2 separate regions of the Anser cygnoides genome follow, and region 1 is linked to region 2. A link is a contact called in public Hi-C data. All regions are on one chromosome and are shown on one strand. The core of a region is the stretch at or near the end of the contact, and the rest is flanking DNA. Distances in the headings are between cores, read along the strand shown. Region 1 holds the start of SLC41A3 (solute carrier family 41 member 3). Region 2 holds the start of CHCHD4 (coiled-coil-helix-coiled-coil-helix domain containing 4).

Region 1 (4,978 bases), core at 1,821-4,320, 310 kb before region 2:
AAGTACACACCTCCAGATTTGTGAAAGTTATATCAATACAAGCACAGCAGTTTCAGTGTCACTGTATCTGATAACTCAGGGCAGTCTGACCCAACAGCTAGCTAGTTAAATAACACAGGTTAACTAAAAGGCACACAGCAATAAGAGTCACTTAGAGTACAAAGGCATAGCAACTTATAATCTGTAAATTAACTATAGCTTTAAACTGTCTGGAAGTAGGCGTTCATTGCTGCTTTAAAGCTCTGTATTGCTATGCCATGGGAGGCAAGGTCTGGTCCTGACTGTCACAAAAACAGAGGTCAGACTGGAAGACTGAAGACTCAAGGATTTATGTTATTTGCTACAAGGCCTTAGAGAAGGATGTGGGGCGCAGCCTGAGCTGGGCTGGATATATAAAGTGTTAACAGTGCTGGGTTGGCTCCTTGCAGGGGATGCAGGACTATTCAGAGCCACATCCAGAGCCAGGAGCAATACAGCTGTACCTACTGCAGAAAAGCACTGTGCCACCACAGCCCTTGGGGCTGCAACTCAGCCATCCTCCTCCTGGGACCAAGTTAAGACCACTGCACAGGACTGCACCTTCCTACTTAGATGGCTCAGCTCCTTTGCAAACTCTCCAGCACCATGGTGTCTATTACATCCAAACCAGAAAAAGGGCCAGAAAAACACCATATGCTGTCTACTGAGAGCTTCACAAAAGCAGCTATACAATACCTGCCTTGGAAGGACATGTTAGTATGTGAAACTGCTGCACGTTTTCCTTTACTTGCTAACCCCGGAGGAAATCCCCTGCTTCTGAAAAGAAGTTTCCCACCTATCCCATACCAGGTACATCAGATCAGTTCCTTTCCCTTACCTGAACATAATCCAAAACCATGCCTGCCAAGACCATGCCAAACCCAGCTAGGAGGTACGGCAGGAGCACCTGCAGGCAAATCGCGATGGCTGACTCTTCCCGTGACTTTGCCATGGATGCCTTCTCCTCAGCCAACAGCTTCTGCTGTGCGGGCAGAGAGACATCCTCTGCCTCCTGGCTGCCAAGTCTGCTCTCTCTGTGTTTACCCTTGCTCTTTGCTTTGTGCCTGGATCGCTCTCCATTTCTAGTTCTGCCCTCTTTTCTCCTCTGCCGAGCCTCCTCACCTTTCATGGTGGCTTTCTTGAATCAAGGAGTTTTTCTGAAAAACAAAGTCAGAATCAGTGAGATGACGAAAGGAGGTGCTGGGTGGGTCAGGGACTGGCGACCCTGGCAACTCCACTCCATTAACCTGAAGGCAAACCACCACCTATCCCCAAAACCCTAGATGCCCTGCTAGACCCAGATGCTGGTGCTTAGTTTACCTTCAGTTTTTCATTGTGTCAAACCAAACTCTCCTTCCATTACTGCATCTCTCTTCCCAGGCCTGCGTTCACACTGGAGTGCTCGTCGTGCATCCTGACTCCTACTCTGGGGATGCCTGAAAGGATGCGGCGGGTGCTGCAGGCAGCCTGCATGCTGGACCCACCAGTTCTCATAAGGGGGTCATGAGAACTGAGGAGCCCAGCAAAACCCAACCCTTTTTAGGATCTGACTAGGAGCAGTTCACACCCTGGCATCCTGCAGTCCAGCAAAAGGTGTAACTCACACCTAGCATAACAGAGCCAGCTGCCAATCGCTCCCCAATAAGAGGGTAATTCTCTAATCTTCCGTCCGATCTGAACACTTTCACTTCCTCTGGCACCTCCTTTGACACACACGCACGCAGTATGTGACTCACCTACCTACAGAGAACCTGCCATGACCCCAGCAGCATCCTCTGAGAAAAAATAAACATGCAAAATTGTTACCAGTCGCCCTTTTCCTCTCCTCTCCTCTGGTCTCACTTCTTCACATCACCATTCCTCATCCTGCCTGCCTGGATCGTTCCCCATCGCCTCCCGCCAGCACCCACCGAGGTTAACGCTGCCTGCCCGCTGTTCACCATTCGCAGGACCAAACCCCGCTGCCCAAACCCCGGCCCCGACCCATCCCCTTCCTCACCCAACATCTGGGCAGCGGAAGGAAACCGCTGGGAGGCCCCAGCCGCAGCTGGGCGGCGGAGGAGGGAAGAAGGAAGGATGGACAACCCTAAAACCACGCTCTACAGGAGGAGGAAACCCCTGTGTGTGTGTGTGCGTCCCCGTCTCCTTCCCGTCGCTTACCGGCTCCTCGCCCTGCCCGGGGCTCTGCCCTCAGAGGGCCGCGGGAGGCGCCCGCCACGGCTGGGCCGAGCCCGCCCTGCGCGGCGGCCGCGGGTTCGAGTCCGGCCCCCGGCGGCTCGGAGGCGGCGCGGCGCCCTGAGTGGCAGCCGCCGGGCCTGCCCCGGCGCCGTGCGTGAGGCGGGCGGGGGGGCCGCGCTGCTCCAACCCCCGGGCTGTGTTGTTGGTGCCTGTCATACGGCCCTGCCTGGCCCACGGAAGGCAGAAGGGGACGGGGCTTGAGGGGAAGGGGGTCGGAGGGCTCCCGGAGCCCCCTCGGGACGTGAGCCCCGCAGGGAAGCGCTCCCCAGGTGGAGCTGCTGCCCCCCGAGCCTGCAGGCTGCCTGAACCCCCGGCTGATCTTATCAGCAAGGGTGAAAACGCCTGAACACAGGAGAAAGAAACCTGAGGCTGCAATTGGGAGTTGAGGAAAGACTTTTCCTCTATTTTCAGTTTTTTCCTGCCCCCCCCCCCCCCCCCCCCAGTTTGGCATTACAACATCTCTCACTTCAAGCTTCTTGTGCAAACGCCTCCACTGCAATCAACAGCGAGACTCCTAGAGACTTGATTTCATCCCCCTCCCCTACTGAACCAACGTTAGAAATGTGATTGCAGCATCCATCACGTCTGAGCACATAAATCCCATTACGCACTGAAGTAACCGTACTCATGCACGGCTCCTGAATCATGCAGCTCAAATTTCCAGAACAATCAAGGATATTAAATCATACCTCAGTACCAGAGCAATGTTATATCCTGCTGAAGTCTCTCAGGTGTCACGCTACGCTAAAGGGCTCCTACTGACAAAATGGTGCCTTTGGGCCTGCAAGCTCTGGGCTCAAAGCAGGGTACACTGAAGGGAGCTGAAGGTTTTTGTAAGTGACAGTAACGAAACGCTGCAGCTGCTGCGTGTTGAGGGTGCGCATTAACTGTTGAATGTCACTGCTGTAACAGCAAGGCTTAAATTTCAGCTCACTTGGTGTAATTTTATGTCATCCCTTTGCAACCAGTGCTTCCCTGAGAATGGCCAGAAGACAGCGTTTTCCTATGGGAAATAAGAAGGGAAGGGACATCTATCAAAAACCTGCGACCTTGCCAAGACGTTTTTAGACCTGTTAAAAATGTATTCTGCTATCACTTTACCCCTGAGCTTCAAAGAAAAATATCTACAGAGCAAGCAGAAATCCCCCTGGGGAAACTGATTGACAAGGGCATTTTGGTAACGGCTCCAGCTGCGGGATCTCCCACCTGGATCCAACCACCAGCTAGCACAGGGACTCCCAGCACCCTGCCACACCTCATCCTATATACAAAAAGGGATGTAACTGTTTGGCACATGCACCGTGTCCTCGTGTACCAACCTCAAATCTCCAGTGCATCACCACTGGGTACGTATTTGAGAAGGCTGTCTTTCAGCAGCAGCACAGAACTGCATTTCTTGGAAGCGCAGCGGCAGTGTTTAGATACACCCTGGCTTTGACGCAAGGGAACGGCTGCTGGACCTTGACTGCAAACAGAGCTCCTGTGACCTAGGAGCCCCTGAGCTCCCAGATAGGAACAGTTCAGCTGCTCACTGCAGCCTGGGAAGTGCTCGGTGGCATGAAGCTGAGCAGCTTCACGCTAAAATGATTTTCTTCTTCACTCAGCTGCAATTCACGTGTGCTACTTCTCTCTGCTCTCACAGAGGTACAAGTGATATCAGCAGTGTCAAAGGCGTTAGGGGACTCATTGCACTTGTTCTGATTTCTCCATAGTGCTTACAAAGACTTTTCTGCAATAAGAAGATAAGTTTCCTTCCTGTCTTCCATGTTGCTTTGCTCCTGGACTTTATTTCCAACAACTATTCCTTCAGCCAAGCAGAGGGGAATTTTACAGCTCTTTCCACTCTTTTGTCCAGACACGACATTTGTTTTTTACCCAGTTTCCTGTTATAAAATGGCATTTCTTTGATGACTAGGGACTACTGAAGACATTTCTCAACCATAAAGCTTGATTTATGACTTCAATGCAGTTAGCCCCAGCGACAGACTTAGTGTGACGGCCAGGCTGTGCAATGTCCCTTGTCACCACTGCATTAAAGCTGCTGGTGACTGCTCCATGGCACACTGGGCTGCAGTCCCATCATAGGACATGCTTCTGGACATCCAACAGCTGAGATGCATGAAGAAATGCTCAGCCTAACCTTTCTGCACTGTGAAACACTGTTAGCTATTATGGGTTAAAAGTATCATTTGGAGGTTGGTGTGCAGATAGAAACAGGCAGTACAAAACCAATACACGACATATGCTTAGTGCCTTATAAATCTGGGGATTGAGAGATGTAAAACACAGCAGGAACTTCCTCGAGTTGGGTGGGTGGGAGAAGGAGACATCTCTCCTCCTTTGCTTTTTTTTCCTTTATGTATGTTTTGATGTCAGTTTTATGGTATGCTAGCCTTCACACACAGTAATTTACAGGTAGCTAAGTTAATTTAGTTTCAGTCTCTATCTCCTATCTTTTTTTTTTTTAAACTATTTAAAGCACAGATGTTTTGAGCAGCAGTAATACTCAGAGAAATTAAGAGAGCCATCTCCTACCTGCTTTCTCTCCTCACCTTCCCTTGCCATAAGCACCCGCCGTGCAGCTACTGCTGTTCTTGGACAGTTGTTAAGCCAGTTTACAACCTTTCAGAACAACCCTACAGACTTCATTCAGGTTTCATATACAGAAATCACCCAGTGTAGGAGAGTGAATGTAGCACAAAGATCTTCTTTTTGTGCCCTG
Region 2 (4,817 bases), core at 2,140-4,639:
CTATGTAAGAAAACAAAGTTATTTTAACGACACAGAAAGATACGGTTCAAATTAAACTACATATCACATCAGTTAACAAAGCATCCCGTGTGCTACAGCTGCTAAACAGTGCTTAAATGCTGCCCTCTAAAGGTCACACAGCCACTTGCATATCTTCAGTTTCTAACAAAATTTTAGTCTCAGTTGAGCTATAGGCAATGAAATCGCACAAAGTGAAAAGGGTAAAAGATGTATAAGCACAAAGGCAATTAAAAGAAAAAAAGAAACAACAATTTCACAGACATTCAGATCATTTTGTTAACCTAGGGCAAAATTTTGTTAATCATCATGATAGGAACAAGGTATTTCATTCACCCATTAGAAACAACCTAAAATACGCCCTATATAACCAAAATATTAAGAGTCAGTCTCAGAAATATTCTGATTTTTTAAGTCTCCTGAACTAATTCATTTGCAGGTTCGATGTACTTTCTGTAAGATCTATAATCTTCATTGAAAACTTGAACTCACCTCTTCTCAAGACAAGATGGTTACACCTGAAAACTAGTGATTTGAACTTACCTGTCATGAAATAAAAACATTTCACATCTACTGATTACATTGCCACTTGTACCATATAGGATAAGTGATAAACATATAGGATAACAACAAGAATTTACACTTTTTAAGCCCTAACTATGTTAATACAAGAAAGACTTTTTTTTCCTGGATATCTCTTCGGATATACTATCCGAAATCATAAGCCATCAAGTGATGTATTTGAACAGGTCACTTTGAAAGATTGTGACAAATTAAGGAAAAAAAAGCCCGCCATTTGGAAAGCATGTCATTTGCACTGTCCTAATTTGGAACTTAGGACTGACAAGAGTTTGTGTGTTTATTTACTGAACAGATTTCTAAATTTACTAAATAGATTGCTTATTTAACGAATCAGTTGCCCTGCTATCAGTCTGTAAAAATGAATCAATAGTTTGCTCCTACTTCATACAAAATTTGGTGGTTTTGTTCTTTTTTGGGGATTGTCAGATTACCATATATGTCACATGTCACTTCCTACTTCTAGCCTGCTTACTACTGACCTTGTTCTTCATAAGGGTCATCTGGGTCATCTGCAACCAGTTCAGCACTGCTTGGTGTTTCATGGTCCTCCTTGGTCACAAATATAATTTTGTCTTTTCCTGTCGCATAGGAGACAAAAAGCAAAAGTTCAGAGAAAGCTGAGACAGAATGAGTCATTTACAAAGCTGCTGAACAGCACGAGATGATGAGATATTCAACATGATGCTCTGGTGGTAATAGTGAATTAATTCTACTGTACTTATTTATCACCTTCAATTACAAGTTGTTGGTTCACAGGAACAAACATAGAAAAACAATCTGGAAAGTATTCACAGGGAAGGTGATAAAAACTATATAAAAAGACCTCGAAATAAGACCTACAATAAAATCAGTGGAAGTTAAAAAAGATTAGGTAGTAATTTATCTAGAAAAATGGTGAAAGAAACTGAGCCTGTCCTCTTTGTACCACGCTCATGTACCTGTAGGAGATTATTCTCATTAGTCAACAAGAAAAGAAAAAGACATAACCAATTAAATTGATTTACAATAAACATTTGCATAAAGCACAGTTAGGCAATGCAAACAAATGTCTACAGAGATTGCAACAAGTCCTCACTAAAGAGAAACAAGATAAAACAGGTACTTATTTCTGGAGGAGACGAGAATCAACTGTCAGGACTCACAGAAGCAGTAGAAGATTGCACGTTATTCCTGAGCTGTGACAGCATTTAACATTCCTCAAAGAATTTTAATTTATTTATTTATTTATTTATTTATTTTTAAAACACCAGCATCCCCCTCCCCACCCTAATGGAGGCGGGGACCAACACAGTGTGGTGACACGAGCTGGGTGCAAGCAACCCAAGAAAGGAGGTGGAGAACATGAAATAGTTTGGGAAGTGTTCTTTTAAAGCACTCATTTAAATAGTGTTAGCATACATAATAACAGATCGCCCATTTATTTGTCAGAATATACAGAAGCTACCTGAAATTCTTTTCCTCTACAGTTCCAGTTTTCGCAGCAACAAACCGTAATGGCTGCAGATCACAGCACAGTTCATTGAACTGTGAAGTTAAAAAGTTGTTTTGAAACAAGCTCAAGCTACTACTCTCCTATAAGGACTTGCTCAGCTGAAGGGGTTTAGACAAAAAAGGAGCAGTGAAAGCAAAACTATACAGAACTACAGGCAACCGTTCAGTAGGATACTCATTAAGATCAGCAGTCTCCATTAGGGACCAGTGCCATGTTTTGCAGTTATTATGTGAATTAAATACTGAAGAATACCTTAACGGTGTTGAACCAACTACACCGAACCGTGCTGCACACGTTACCAAGGGCAGAAAAGCACCAGGGTGTGCTTCCTGCTCCGGTGCCACTCCTGATTTAACAAAGAGGTTCTGAAGGGGAAAAAGGAGGCTTGGCTGGAAACCAGGGCAGAGTTTCCCAACAACTCTGTGAAACTATAAAAAATGTTCAGAGGCAGGAAGGTCACTACAAGGACGCAGCGTATTAGAAATTAGTCGCTCCTTGCATCTCAATGTGACCTCAACCAGCAGCTGCTCAGTGATTCCCTTGGCTTTGCATTCAGACATGTCTCACACATTCAAACGTGTCTCAGAAGCAAATAAACCCAAGTTCTTTTTAGGAAGAAAACGATTGTCTTTTTTTTTTTTTTCTGTCAATTCTGCGTTGTACTCCAGCACGCTTTACACCACAGAACACCTCAGGATTTCTTATAGGAAACTAGAAACACATGAACTCTAACCCCTATTACTCTAACTGTAATTTTGTAGGATGCCATAAGTCAATTTATTGATCTTATGATCCAGAATATTGTTAAATCAGGTTAAAACCATGAAGCAAAGAGGACTGTAACTTAAGGCTGCCTCATCACAGCATTCAAACAGCATTCAGCGTGCATCACCAGCTTCCTGAACTAGAGAAAAACAGCTTTTAAAACTAGAAAACGCTTCTTTCTAGCGTAAAACCAGTCACGTTATCAAACGGGAAAGAAAAAAAAGCACCAAAAAACCAACCCCCGGGGCAGGAGGCGGCCAAGCCTCAGCAGCCCCAGGACCCCTGCAGCAGCCCAGGCCTGCCCCCCCACTCAGTGGCCGCTTTCCCTCCCCGGCACTCGGGCCCTGCCCGCCTCACCCCGCCCCGCCTCGCCTCCCGGCGGCCCGGCCGGAGCCCGGCGCACCTTCTTGCCTGCAGTAGGACATGGCGGCGCCGCGCACACCACGGCAACGGGCGGCGGCGCGCGGCTCCCCCCTCACACACACTCCCGCCTCCGGAAGCGGCCGCCCGCCGCTGAGGCGCCTCCTCGCCGCGGCGGGAACGGAGCGACCAATCCACTCAGGACTACATCTCCCAGAGCGCTTCGCGCGAAGGGGGGGACGCCATTTTCTTGCCCGCCGTGCGGTGGCTGGTGGTTGGGACTACGCGTCCCGGCATGCACCGCGGCGGTGGCTGAGGAGAGGCGTGAGGCGGGGTCTGCCTGAGGCGGGGTCGGGCGGAGCGCGGTGCTCGCGGCGGTTCCTACGGCTCGTCCCGGGGTGCTGCCCGCTGGGGGAACGGCCCCAAGATGTCGAGGAACGTAAGTTTGGCCCTGCCGCCGCCCCTTCTCGCTCTGGGGGCTTCTTCGGCTGCCCCGGGGTGGTTCGCGGCCAGCCCCTGCAGCCCCCGCACCGCAGGGGGTGTAACCCCCGCTGTCATCCTTTAACGCCGCACCAGCGAGGGGGGCGATGCCAGATTTGTGTTGATAGCCCTCTTTGGTGCCCGAGCAGCGTTTATTTTAAAGTATGCTGGCGCTTGCCACTGGCGAAGTAAAGCGTAACGTGTTATTTATAGCTGTGTTGTAGCTGGTGTGGAATCTGGGAGCATTACTCAATTTCTCATGGCCCGAGTGCGGGGCGTGGGCACCAAGTTGGGAACGCTGGGACTGACTGAAGGAGGCCTGGAGGGATGGGCTGAACAACTGTTAAAGCAATTGTTTTCTCCATCAGGTTTAAGTTTGCTTATTGACTGCATTTCTCGTATCAAAAGCATGACCTGGTATTTAATAAGAGTGGGCAAGTTTAGGCCCAAGGCAGGAGGTACTACTTTGCAGAGTAACAGTTTTAACAAAACTACAAAACTCATTTTGGAACAGAATGCCTTCCCCTTTCACACCGATACTGCATTTTTGGTTTATCTCCAACAGTTCTCTGACACAAGCAGCAAAAAAGAGCATGTTAAAATCACAAGTGAGGCCAAACCGGGGTTCCTGGAGAGGCTCAGCGAGACCTCTGGAGGCATGTTGATGGGACTTGTGACATTTCTTCTGTCTTTCTACCTTCTTTTTACCAACGAAGTAAGTGAAGTACTGTCAGTCTTTATACACCGCTTTAACATGTCATAGCCGAATTGACATTCAACTGGTTTGGCATGTATAGACGCGCTGAAATTGTCATGCTAAAGTTTTAATATTGCATCCATGAAAAGAGAGCAGTATGTCTGGAGAGTCTGGTGCTTATGCTTGGGATGTAACAGAAGAGTGAAATCACAGGGCCACAGATGTTCTTTCTATAGAACAGAGTGTGACAGAGACGTAGGATGTGTGTGGTGGGAGGTAAGATCCAAAACCTATGAGGTGGTGGGGAAACAGGCTATATATAGTGTTATTGAAAGAGGCTTGTATGAGACAGTCACATTCCATTCATCTCCCTTCTTGAGATAACACAGGGTCCTCATTTCTAGTGCTGTTACAATTTCGTTA

Evidence for each region. A called contact is a pair of places that touch in the nucleus more often than the background predicts.
Region 1: a Hi-C map of liver shows a contact between it and region 2, with 2.3 times the contacts expected there. The contact joins the promoter of SLC41A3 here to the promoter of CHCHD4 in region 2. A contact is called at or near these places in 4 of 7 Hi-C or Micro-C datasets (granulosa cells and liver).

What each region holds. Positions count from the first base shown.
Region 1 is chr10:13,045,582-13,050,559 of Taihu_goose_T2T_genome, reverse strand. SLC41A3 (solute carrier family 41 member 3) reads right to left here and starts at 3,070. Exons shown (of 11, transcript XM_067003004.1): 1 at 2,946-3,070; 2 at 857-1,175. The coding sequence starts at 1,147.
Region 2 is chr10:12,738,835-12,743,651 of Taihu_goose_T2T_genome, reverse strand. It overlaps CHCHD4 (coiled-coil-helix-coiled-coil-helix domain containing 4), which reads right to left and starts at 3,389. Exons shown (of 3, transcript XM_048070984.2): 1 at 3,261-3,389; 2 at 1,080-1,178. The coding sequence starts at 3,282. TMEM43 (transmembrane protein 43) reads left to right here and starts at 3,501. Exons shown (of 12, transcript XM_048070330.2): 1 at 3,501-3,656; 2 at 4,263-4,412. The coding sequence starts at 3,645.